Regions from separate parts of the Zea mays genome. Here all the other regions are linked to region 1. The links are chromatin contacts, called in public Hi-C maps. All regions are on one chromosome and are shown on one strand. The core of a region is the stretch at or near the end of the contact, and the rest is flanking DNA. Distances in the headings are between cores, read along the strand shown.

Evidence for each region. Hi-C and Micro-C count contacts between places; a contact is called where the count stands out from the background.
Region 2: a contact with region 1 is called in a Hi-C map of ear, with 2.1 times the contacts expected there. The contact joins the promoter of LOC103637688 here to the enhancer-like site in region 1. A contact is called at or near these places in 3 of 25 Hi-C or Micro-C datasets (ear, leaf and tassel).
Region 3: a contact with region 1 is called in a Hi-C map of leaf, with 4 times the contacts expected there. The contact joins the promoter of LOC100284460 here to the enhancer-like site in region 1. A contact is called at or near these places in 2 of 25 Hi-C or Micro-C datasets (leaf and tassel).

The regions. Positions count from the first base shown.
Region 1 is chr1:98,670,273-98,673,576 of Zm-B73-REFERENCE-NAM-5.0, reverse strand. No RefSeq gene overlaps it. Among protein-coding and RNA genes, the nearest start is that of LOC103637687, 27 kb to the right of the region's middle. Within about 2 kb of position 1,741, at least 16 of the 20 cell types and tissues checked have an H3K27ac peak or open chromatin away from gene starts, as enhancers often do. A contact at or near this core is called in ear and leaf, where this site is marked.
Region 2 is chr1:98,883,099-98,886,402 of Zm-B73-REFERENCE-NAM-5.0, reverse strand. It overlaps LOC103637688 (disease resistance protein RPM1), which reads right to left and starts at 1,690. Exons shown (of 3, transcript XR_004855284.1): 1 at 1,417-1,690; 2 at 1-140.
Region 3 is chr1:98,533,545-98,536,848 of Zm-B73-REFERENCE-NAM-5.0, reverse strand. LOC100284460 (tetraspanin family protein) reads right to left here and starts at 1,800. Exons shown (of 7, transcript NM_001157355.1): 1 at 1,777-1,800; 2 at 1,373-1,658; 3 at 823-922; 4 at 328-408; 5 at 118-222. The coding sequence starts at 1,605.

The sequences.
Region 1 (3,304 bases), core at 492-2,991:
CTGCTCTGACTTCTAACGCGCACTGTTCACCTTTGGTAGTCGACCGTTGGCAGGTTACCGTTGCTCCGTTGGTTCACCGGACATGTCTGGTGCATACCGGACAGTACGGTGAATTATAGCGGAGCGCCCTTTGTAAAAACCGAGAGTGAGCAGTTCGCTTGGTGCTCGACCTGGGGCACCAGACACTGTCTGGTGCATTACTGGAAGCACCATTCCAAGTCCTTTGTTCCAAACTTCTTTGAGTCCGCAACTTAATTTCTTTCTTGGTTTATGTTGAACCTTATGCACCTGAGATAAGAGACATCTAGATAATCTAGTTAGTTCACGTGGTTTGTGATGAACATTAAACACCAAAATCGATTATGGGAAATGATTAAGCTCATTTCCCTTTCGGCATATTCCGTGACAGTGTTGTCGTATCTCCTCGGCGGCCTCCTCGATGGCATGCTTCCGAAAATCTGTGACCCTTGCCTCCTCGACGTCGTACCTCCCAAGTTAGCGTGGAGTTCTCCCAAGTTAGCGTGGAGTTCACAGAAGTGCTAAGCAACTAAAAATAACATCTTTTGATGATATATCTAAAGTGAATTCTTTTGATGGTATGTATCTATAGGTCGGTTCTTTTGAGGGTATGTGTCTGATTTTCCCATCTAGGAGAGAGTGGATAAGGACGTAGAAAAAAGGACCCTAAATCTATTGATTCTATCTCCTCTTTATATATGTTTGGACGTTTGCATGTGCTTTCTACTAGAGCAAACGACGTCTTTTAACACTCGCTTCCTTGTGTAGCGAACTATTTTTTGCATCCGCGCGCGTGAGCTATTGGAGACAACCAAGATTATTGTTTTCAGTTAATAATTAATACTTCCTCTACCTAGTTATTTGTAAAAAATATTTAATAATTTTGTCTTGTTTTTTAGAGATATTTGAAAAAAACAAGCACATCAAGACGTGGCTACGTCAAAATAACCCGAACCACATGACTCACCAAAATATCCGCACCAACAAGAGGACGATGCTACAGTATCCAAATGACCCTTTTATCCTCATCTTTCTGATGCCTTCTCCCTGTTTCTCGAAATGATCGTCATTTCTCTATGGATGCCCCTGGCGACAGCGTGCTGCATGCATCCCGCCCTCCCCTCGGCCAACACGAATCCAAGGTCAGCTATGAGCCAATGCAGCAGGGGTGATGACCGGGGGCCATGATGACCATAGACGTAGAGACAAGTAGTCTACTTGAACGTGAGAAACTAAAAACACTGAGAGCTAGTTTGGAAGTCTAAAAATTAAGGGATTAAAGCATCTTCAAGAGCTCTCTAAAAAATGACTTATCAAAATTAGTTTTAAGGATATCTAAAAAAATTAAATTAGTGGGGTAGATTTTAATCATTTTTCCAACAGATCCCTTAAACGACAAATTATTTCTGCTGAGCCTAAAACCTCCTCATTTGTTACAAATGAGAGAGTTTTAAGGGCTATAAAAAAGATGGGAGCATTTTAGTGGAACTGTTGGAGACAAATTTTTGTGTTTTTCCAAAAAAAACTTGATTTAGGAGACTTCTGTAAAACTCTTGGAGATGCTTTTAGAGTGGTTAAATTTCTCATTTTATTCAAAATTGAATAAGAAAAAGATTTTAGTCTCTCTAATACTCTCTGATTTTGTGGCTCCTATACTAGCCCTAAGCTAATGTTGCCGAGCTCAGCCCACACCACGTGAGAAGCTAAAAGCTAAACAAACTTTGACGTAGTCCATGTCCCACACAAAAACGAACCTTCACCACTTTCCACGTATCCACAAGACCACAATCACGAAGCGCCGAGCCGCGGTCACACGAATACGTGAATCCTCGCCCGGTGTCAGCAACTCAAGCACAGGAATAGAGCAGACCGATGGGTGGCGGGCCCTCCAATAGAAACCTAAAAGCAGTGGCTCGGTCGGACGCCGGAGATAGCGACAAAGCTGGAGGTGGTAGTCGTGACACAGCGACATCTAAATCTAATCCAATGTAGTCAGGTAGCTCTGTTTAGGGCTGGAAACGAGCCGAGCCAAGATCGATTCGGTGCGCTTCGGTGATCCAACGAGCCAAACTCGGCTCGACTCGATCACATTAAGGGCTTGAAAATGTGCCCTGACTCGGACTCGTTCAGACTCGCGAGCCACACTAAATCTCAATTAAAGTAATAAATTATATATTTTCATTATATACATAATAGAAAACATATACAAAAAATCTAGCTACATATTTTAAACTATACTAGCATTGAGTCCATAAAAATAAGGAAACCAAACAATAACATAATGATGTACTAGTGAAACGACATAACATCATGTCATTAGACTGGCTTGTGAGCCGGCTCAGGCTCACTGCTTGAGCGAGCCACAAAAGTAGGCTCAGATTGCGCTCGTTCAGGCTCGCGAGCATTTTGAGTCAAGCCAAGTTTGAACCAACTCGCGAGCCTCCATCTTTTTTCGAGTCTTAGCCCCATTCACTGCCTAATTTTTACTAGCATTTGTATTTGCAAGAATCACGCTCCGTTGAGTTTGATTTGAATTCATTCCAAACTTGAAGATAACATATACATTGAATTTGTTAAGAAACCCTAGTAAAGGGTTATGTGGATAAATATTGATATGCTTCTGAAGGGTATCATGTCTCTATATATAGAACTTGTACCCTATAATATGGAATGAAAGAGACAGAAAAAGGCCAGAGGCCCAACCCTACATCTTGTATCTTTTGTGCTTTCTCTATCGTGCTTCTAGGAAGGGAGACATGTCTTCAAATATCTTCTCGTACCTAAACTGCTGACGGTAGGGTAGGGAGCGGATCTGGTGATCCGTGGTATTGTAGTTATTCAACACATTATCAACACACTCTACCTCGACATTGCTGCGAGATCCGATCTGCACCAACTCTTTGTCAAGCCGGTAGGTCTCCCGGCCAATCCGAACTGTCCTACGCGTCAACCTTCGATTCCTCTATGCAAATGGACCATATCTTTTTTCTCCGTTCGTGGGAATTGTTCACCTGAATAAATTGCTAGTGGTGATGGTTGCGAGTTCCACGTGCTGGACCTGTGTTGGCTACATGCGCCTACCTTACTATCACACCCGGTTTTAGAAGGTAAACTAAATGCGAACCATGTACGTGCTAGGATCAGAAATTCACGTACACAACGATTACATAATTGCACATCATCACACAATGCTCAAATAATAGTGGAAATGAGTATAACTTTATTACATCATGATGTCTGAAACATCCATATAGTCATTAACTTAAACATAAATCAAAGTCTTGAA
Region 2 (3,304 bases), core at 441-2,940, 210 kb before region 1:
AAGCTTCATGGTAGAGCTGTTTTGTGCCAAGCCTGCAAGCCTCTAAAAACAAGGCTGAACCAAGCTTCAGAATAAGGATGCCAACAACACCCTCTGCCATTGAACTGTTGGCTTCTTCTCAGTGTTGAAATGCATTGATCCTAAAAGGGAAAAAACAAAATGTTAAGGTGGATGCGCAGCCAACACAATGATTTACCAGAGACTCGAAAAATGAAAGAAATTATTTTTCCTCTGACGGACAAGCTGAAAGAGCAAAGTTTATAACAGCATGCCTAGGATCTGTTAGTGTACATGAACATACCCTACTCATAAGATAATCAGATGTCAGGTTCCTTTTAATTAGCATTAGGTGGACCCTTATAGAATACATATATATAATTGTATATGTAGGACAAAAGTAAAATATTGTCTCTACCTTTTATGTACTCTTATCGAACTGATGGTTCAATTTCTTTGGTGCCCCTAACTGCATCACACCCTGTTTTGACAAGCACATGACAACTTATTCTATAATTATGCAAAAAAATAAAAATAGACATTACTTCTGTAGTGCACATATAAGGCTATGCCTAGCTGTAAATTTTAGGATCCACAACTTTACCTATTGAAAACTAGAATGGTGAAGGTGTACATGAAAACGAAGCATAATGTGTTACAAATTAGCTAGTACACGACTGCACATATACTAATTTATGGATCCAAGGAAAGTTTAGAACTTATCATGCCCGAATGCAGTAATCACAAATTTGATGAATAGGGTGGGATCCTAGATGACATTCCCTCGTTCTGAAGTTGTATGAAATCAAGTTCCAAAGTTTGGCCTCTACCTTTTCTTCTAATATAACTATAAATATAGAAAATGTGAATTTTTATGAAACTATTTTTAAAGAGAATTCTGCTCTTTCAAACATTGAAGCTCAATATATAAAAAAGTAAATAATAGTTAAAGTTTGGAGTGGTTGACATTAGACAACCATAAACATCACTTTTTGTGGTTGGACTTGGAGGGAATGGTCATCGAATATTTCATGAGCTTGGTAAATTGTACACCTAGCTACAAGGCTACATACAACTTAATGAACACAAGAAACAGTAAGTTAGCAAGTTCCGAGTTTCCTCTCTTATTCAGCATGATTGGAAAAAGGGAGAACTTCATAAGCGACAGTCCACCAACTCACCAAGAAAAAAGAAGAGTTGGTTTAGCTATGCTATTGTAAATCCGAGTTTTTTTAGTTTAAACTGACCCTTCAATTTCCCAAAAATTAGCACAATGCTATAAATCCTAGAAGATGACGTTGGATCTTGGAGCCAGTCCAACCATTCAATAAGCTTTAAGCTAACAGCTGAATACGGATTGTGTTTCTATATGGTCTTTAAGCTTGGAGGGGATCTGAGAGGGGTTACAAAGGAACTCACCGCATCCAATAGAAACCAAGCGCCAGGAGCGGCTCCGATCAGTAACTGAGGTCGAGGTGATACCCTTGCTCTGGATTCTGGAATTCGGCGAGGGATTGTCGGGGGCTCGGGTCGCTGAAGTACGAGTCAAAGTCCACAAGCAGATGTTAGACACCGTGTAAGGGCAATGCAGCACTAAAATTCTCTTCTTTATTTTTAAATAAGGAGATTTTAACCCTTCAACCACCTCCGTTTTTTCCCAAACTAGTCCTATGTGTGGGTTGACACCACTGCCCTCGGTCCATTAGGTTAAGATTCCAAGTCTATTTATATGTAACCACTCTATACAAACAGTCTACACAACCTTACATAGTATCAGGGTTAGATTTTTCTCCCTCACTTCTCCCAACTCCCAGCCGTCAGCACCCAGTCCGGCCACCATCACAGCCATCACCGTCCTTGGTGGTCACTTGTTCTCAAATACTGTGAGTTAAGAACAAGGAAACACAATTATTAATCATAAAAAACCTTTGTACTTCGAGGCATTATCTCCTTACAACTATAATGTCTTTCAGACGAAGGTGGAGAAGGACGTACCTTCATCATACTAATACAAGGATAAGAATACGAAGGAATAAGTGTGATAACCATATCTTAATTCATTTATTCTTGCATTTTATAAAACATAAATAAATATCAACAATGTTAATATTACAATAATACCTTCGTCTTGCTCGGAGGTGAGGATGCGAGAAAGTGAATACAATCCAGCGTGAACAGTACGGTGCTACTGTTCATCTATTTATAGGCACGAGACGCAACCCGAGTGAAAATACATTTATACCCTTAACACTCATCTATGAACATAATATGAAATATTAGGGATTAAGTAGTCTTTGTCCCTTCTCGTCCATCATCGTACTTGGTCTTCGTCATCACTTCAAGTCGAAGCTTTTTGGCTATAGTTTCGTCGTCCAATTTCATCACCTTCGGATTGTATTTCCATCTTGTCATAAGAGAAAACCTTCATCCGAAGCCGAAGCTCCACTATGAAATAACCCATGTCACACTAGAAACATATGATTAGTCGTGTTTTTGAGGACCTTCGGAGGAAGAAGGCCCCCAACAGTAGCCCCTCGCTATATTAATTTGTTTCTTTGTGACAAATTTAGACTGCGACGTGAACGAAGGCCTTTAGCCGAAGGTCTAAAAAAACACCTTCCCTTCGCTAGAATAGCAAATGACACTGACATGCAGGACCCACCAAACCGTGGGGCGCTGGACATATAAATAGGAGCTTGTATTGAAAGCATTTCTTATGCCATTTCAGTTGCTTGCATTGTGCTTGTCGTTTTAAACTTTCTTGCTTTGTCGAGTTTAATTGAATTTCAAGCTTCGACATTCCAACGACCATCGTCTTAATGGCTGACGAGAAGAAGATTGTTGACCCGACGCTGTCCAAGTTTTATGAAGCTATGGAAAAAACCAACGCAGAGAAGATTGCACATGAGATGTTAGCTGGAATATCTGAAGGTTCCAGTGATAGTGAAAGCTTTGATGTAGAAAGCGGGAATGAAGATGCCGAAGATCGGCCCTGGAGACCAAGCCATGTTGTCTTCAGGAAATCAACTATCAAGCAAGGGAAAATTGATGCAATGAGGGGAAGGTACTTCCGTGATATCTCAATTGTGAGGTCTGGAGGGGAAAATAATGTCCCTCTGCCCGAAGCCGATGAGGTAGTAGTTTATAGAAGCCTCATGAAGGCAGGGCTTCGGTTCCCTCTGGATAAATTGCTGGTCGAGGTCCTAAAAACTTTTGAGATTTACCTTCATCAGCTTACTCCCGAAGCTATCATCAAGATGGGGATCTTTATATGGGCCATGAGGAGCCAGGGATTGGAACCAGATGC
Region 3 (3,304 bases), core at 551-3,050, 140 kb after region 1:
ACTTATGGAGTAGAAGTTGAAGAAGCAAATACAGTGGCATTGGAAGCATAAGTGTAATATGAGGATCCTTTGAGTTTAGTTAAGATCAAAGGATGTAAGATTAGTCTTGTCTCCTACCTCAAAAACAACAACGCCAAGAGCAACCCATCTTGCAATCTCCCAGTTTTTCTTCAGAAAGCCATACATAACATCAAAGTTATGTGTCTTGTCCACTGGAATTACCTGCAAAAGAAGTCAATGGATAACTACAGCTAGTCAAGGAAATGATAAGACAAGTTACACTGTAGTAGTTTAGTTCCCAAGACAAGCACCAAACAGAATACTCACATCTTTCCAGCTATGGTCAAAGAAAATGAATGCAGCAGCTCCAGCTTCAGCAAGGATCAACAATATGACCAAGAAGGCATACTTTTTTATAAGTCAAAGGAAACAAGCATGAATTAATAGTGTGATCTTATATCATTATAAAAAGTCAAATAACTACCTTTGACAAAATATCATGGGGCTGCAGAAATAGTTAAAATATTATTGCCTCTGCTACTGCTGTTCTATAAGATTGGCGTTTCAGAGTAGTACAGAAACAAAATTTGTTGGTTTAGCAGGTTCAGATACTAATAGCCCGTCTGGATTTAATGTGCAGCATAATTCCAAGTACTACCTCCGTTTTAAAATATTTGTCGTCCGTTAGTTTATTTTTGAACTAAACCGCGACAAATAAAAAAGAACGGAGGGAGTACTTTTTAGTGTATTGTGTATGACAAATGGAATATTCTTTAGAGAGGACAACAGAATGATGTCTAAGAGGCACATTAAAAAGGATACGAAACACAAACAGCAGGTGTTTCTTGTCCCTGCTCCAATGCAGCCAAACAGAGACACGAGGAAAACAGTAGCACCAACACCAATGAACAAATAAATAAACCTGCAGGGAACAGAGGCGATTCCATGTCAAACACAACCGTTTTGGCAGTAAGAACAAACAAATAACAAACCCATAATTGCCAAACTAAAGAACCAATGGTTCCGACTGGAGACTTGGAACAATTCAAATCCACATAGAATTTACTGCCTGACTAACAAGCTCATCGATCCGAAGGCGAATAACAAATGCTACATCAAACTGCAATTTGCAACTGAGAGTTTTGGCTATCATAACATCATTGCATATTTCAAACATTCGCCTCTTAATCATCCACTACATGGAAAATTAAAGTAACACTTGTCCTATTCACAATTGTGATTGCCACCCCTACTAAGCAAACCTCGCAGTTCCTCACAACCCAAAATCCTAATCAGTCGCGAGATCACATGGACGAAACCAACGTTGATACATCAGAAACAAAAAGGGTGCATGAGCAAGCAACCATCTCACCATGCTTTGGGTAGCATGTCGAGGAAGCTGTCACCGAGAGCGACAGCCCCCAACAACGGCCGGCCGGAGACCAGCACCTCCGCCGTCAACCCCCCGCTGCTGCCGTCCTCAGATATCTTCATCCACTCGACGAGCAGGTAGATCCCGTAGCCGACCATGGCGAGGCCGGCGACGGTGAGGATGAAGTTGAGCAGCCTGAGCAGGCACTCGAAGAAGCCCCGGCACGCCGCCATCTGCCGCCCTCCTCCCCTCCCTCCGCCACCGATCAATCGATCGATATACCAATCTACCAAGTCCAAAAAAACGCTCCGATTCTCAGGGGAATTCCAACTAATACCGCCCGAATCGCGCCGAATTTCCCGCGGTGGGTGAGGGGAAGAAGGACAGGAGGACGGGTTGATTACCTGGCGATGCTTCGCCTGCCGTTCTTCTTCCGTTTATAATTCTTTTTTAGTTTTTTGCGCGTGAATAAACTAAAAATCACTCGGCTGGATTGGGGCAAAGGAGGCGGTGGAGTTGGAGTGGACGAGGGACCCACCAGGTGGCGCGAGGAGTGCCGTTGCCTGAGGCAGTGGACGGAGCAGATCGGTTGGGCTGGCTGCATTAGGAATTTGAGCTGGAGTTATTTTTTTATCGCATCGGCGGCCATGCTGACGGTGTACGCGCGGGGACGGTTGCGCTGGCCGGTAGTGCTCGCCATTATCCCCGTGCGCAGTGGATATGCGCTGGCGGTCGGGTCACTTGAAAGGTCTGAACTGCCCTCTCATGGGCCGCCTCCGCAATTCGAGATGGCAAATGACATCGGTATATTGGCATGTGTTGCTGTTGTTATCGTTAGGCGAAGGGTTTGTTTGGTTGTTGGGAGTGAAAAAAAGCTAGTTTACGCTCTGAGCTATTAAAAAGCTAAAAATTATTTAGTGTAAATCATAAAAAACCACTAAAAGTTCATATATATATTCACAGTTTTATTTGAAAGTCATTAAGGGTACGTTTGGTTGCAGGACAGCAAGAACAGGGATGTCCCTTGGCGTACTCTCTCGTCCCTCCAATTTTGAAAGATAATTGGGGACAACACTAGATAGTCATGTTCCAACCTTTGACCTTGAACCAAACAATCTTATTTGAGGGATCGTCTCATCTCATTGTCTTGTCATTGCAATCAAACACATCCTAAAGGTAGGTCTAGAGGTGCTTTCAGTTTTAAACTGCGAGAGAGTCGGCTTCTAGAAAAAACTGATTCTGGATCCAGCCATTTGGCACGGCTTTTGGCTTTTGGGCAAAAGTAAAAGCCAAAATCCAAACAAAACACATCATAAGTTTGACCTGTTAGGGCACGTACAACCTAAATATTATTTTTGGTTATTTAAGCATTAGATATACTCGTTCATACAACTCAATATATCTAAGTCTTGTATCTTATTTACGAACATCTCAAGAAATGATTCATTTATGTGGGTTGTATGAGTGTAACCATATCTTAGACTCAAAAACTGTGCTAGAGACGTTCCTTTACTAAGATACATTTTTTGTGTTTTAAACTTATTCATTTAAATACCCCTTAAGATACAGACCATTTATGTGGTTGTACATAGGATCATTCCTAGCATTTTAGGGGCACTGAACGAAAACTACCATAGAGGCCTCTTAAATTGTTATCATTGATATTGGCATCAACATTTTTCTCTTCTTCAGAAAATCTCAATAGCGGGTTCTTCTTTCTCCACAACAACTACCGCTAGCTCATTATTTGGGTTAGTTAAAGCATAGAGATTACTGGTCATAAATATATCCATAGCTCATCTCACTGTTTCTATGAACCTATCCACCTGTTATTTTTTTTGTTTTTTCTAAAAGATAGATACTTTTTGATGACTTGATATCACAAATCATTTGGCCTTTTTAATCATTTAATACCGGTGTAAGATAAAGTTT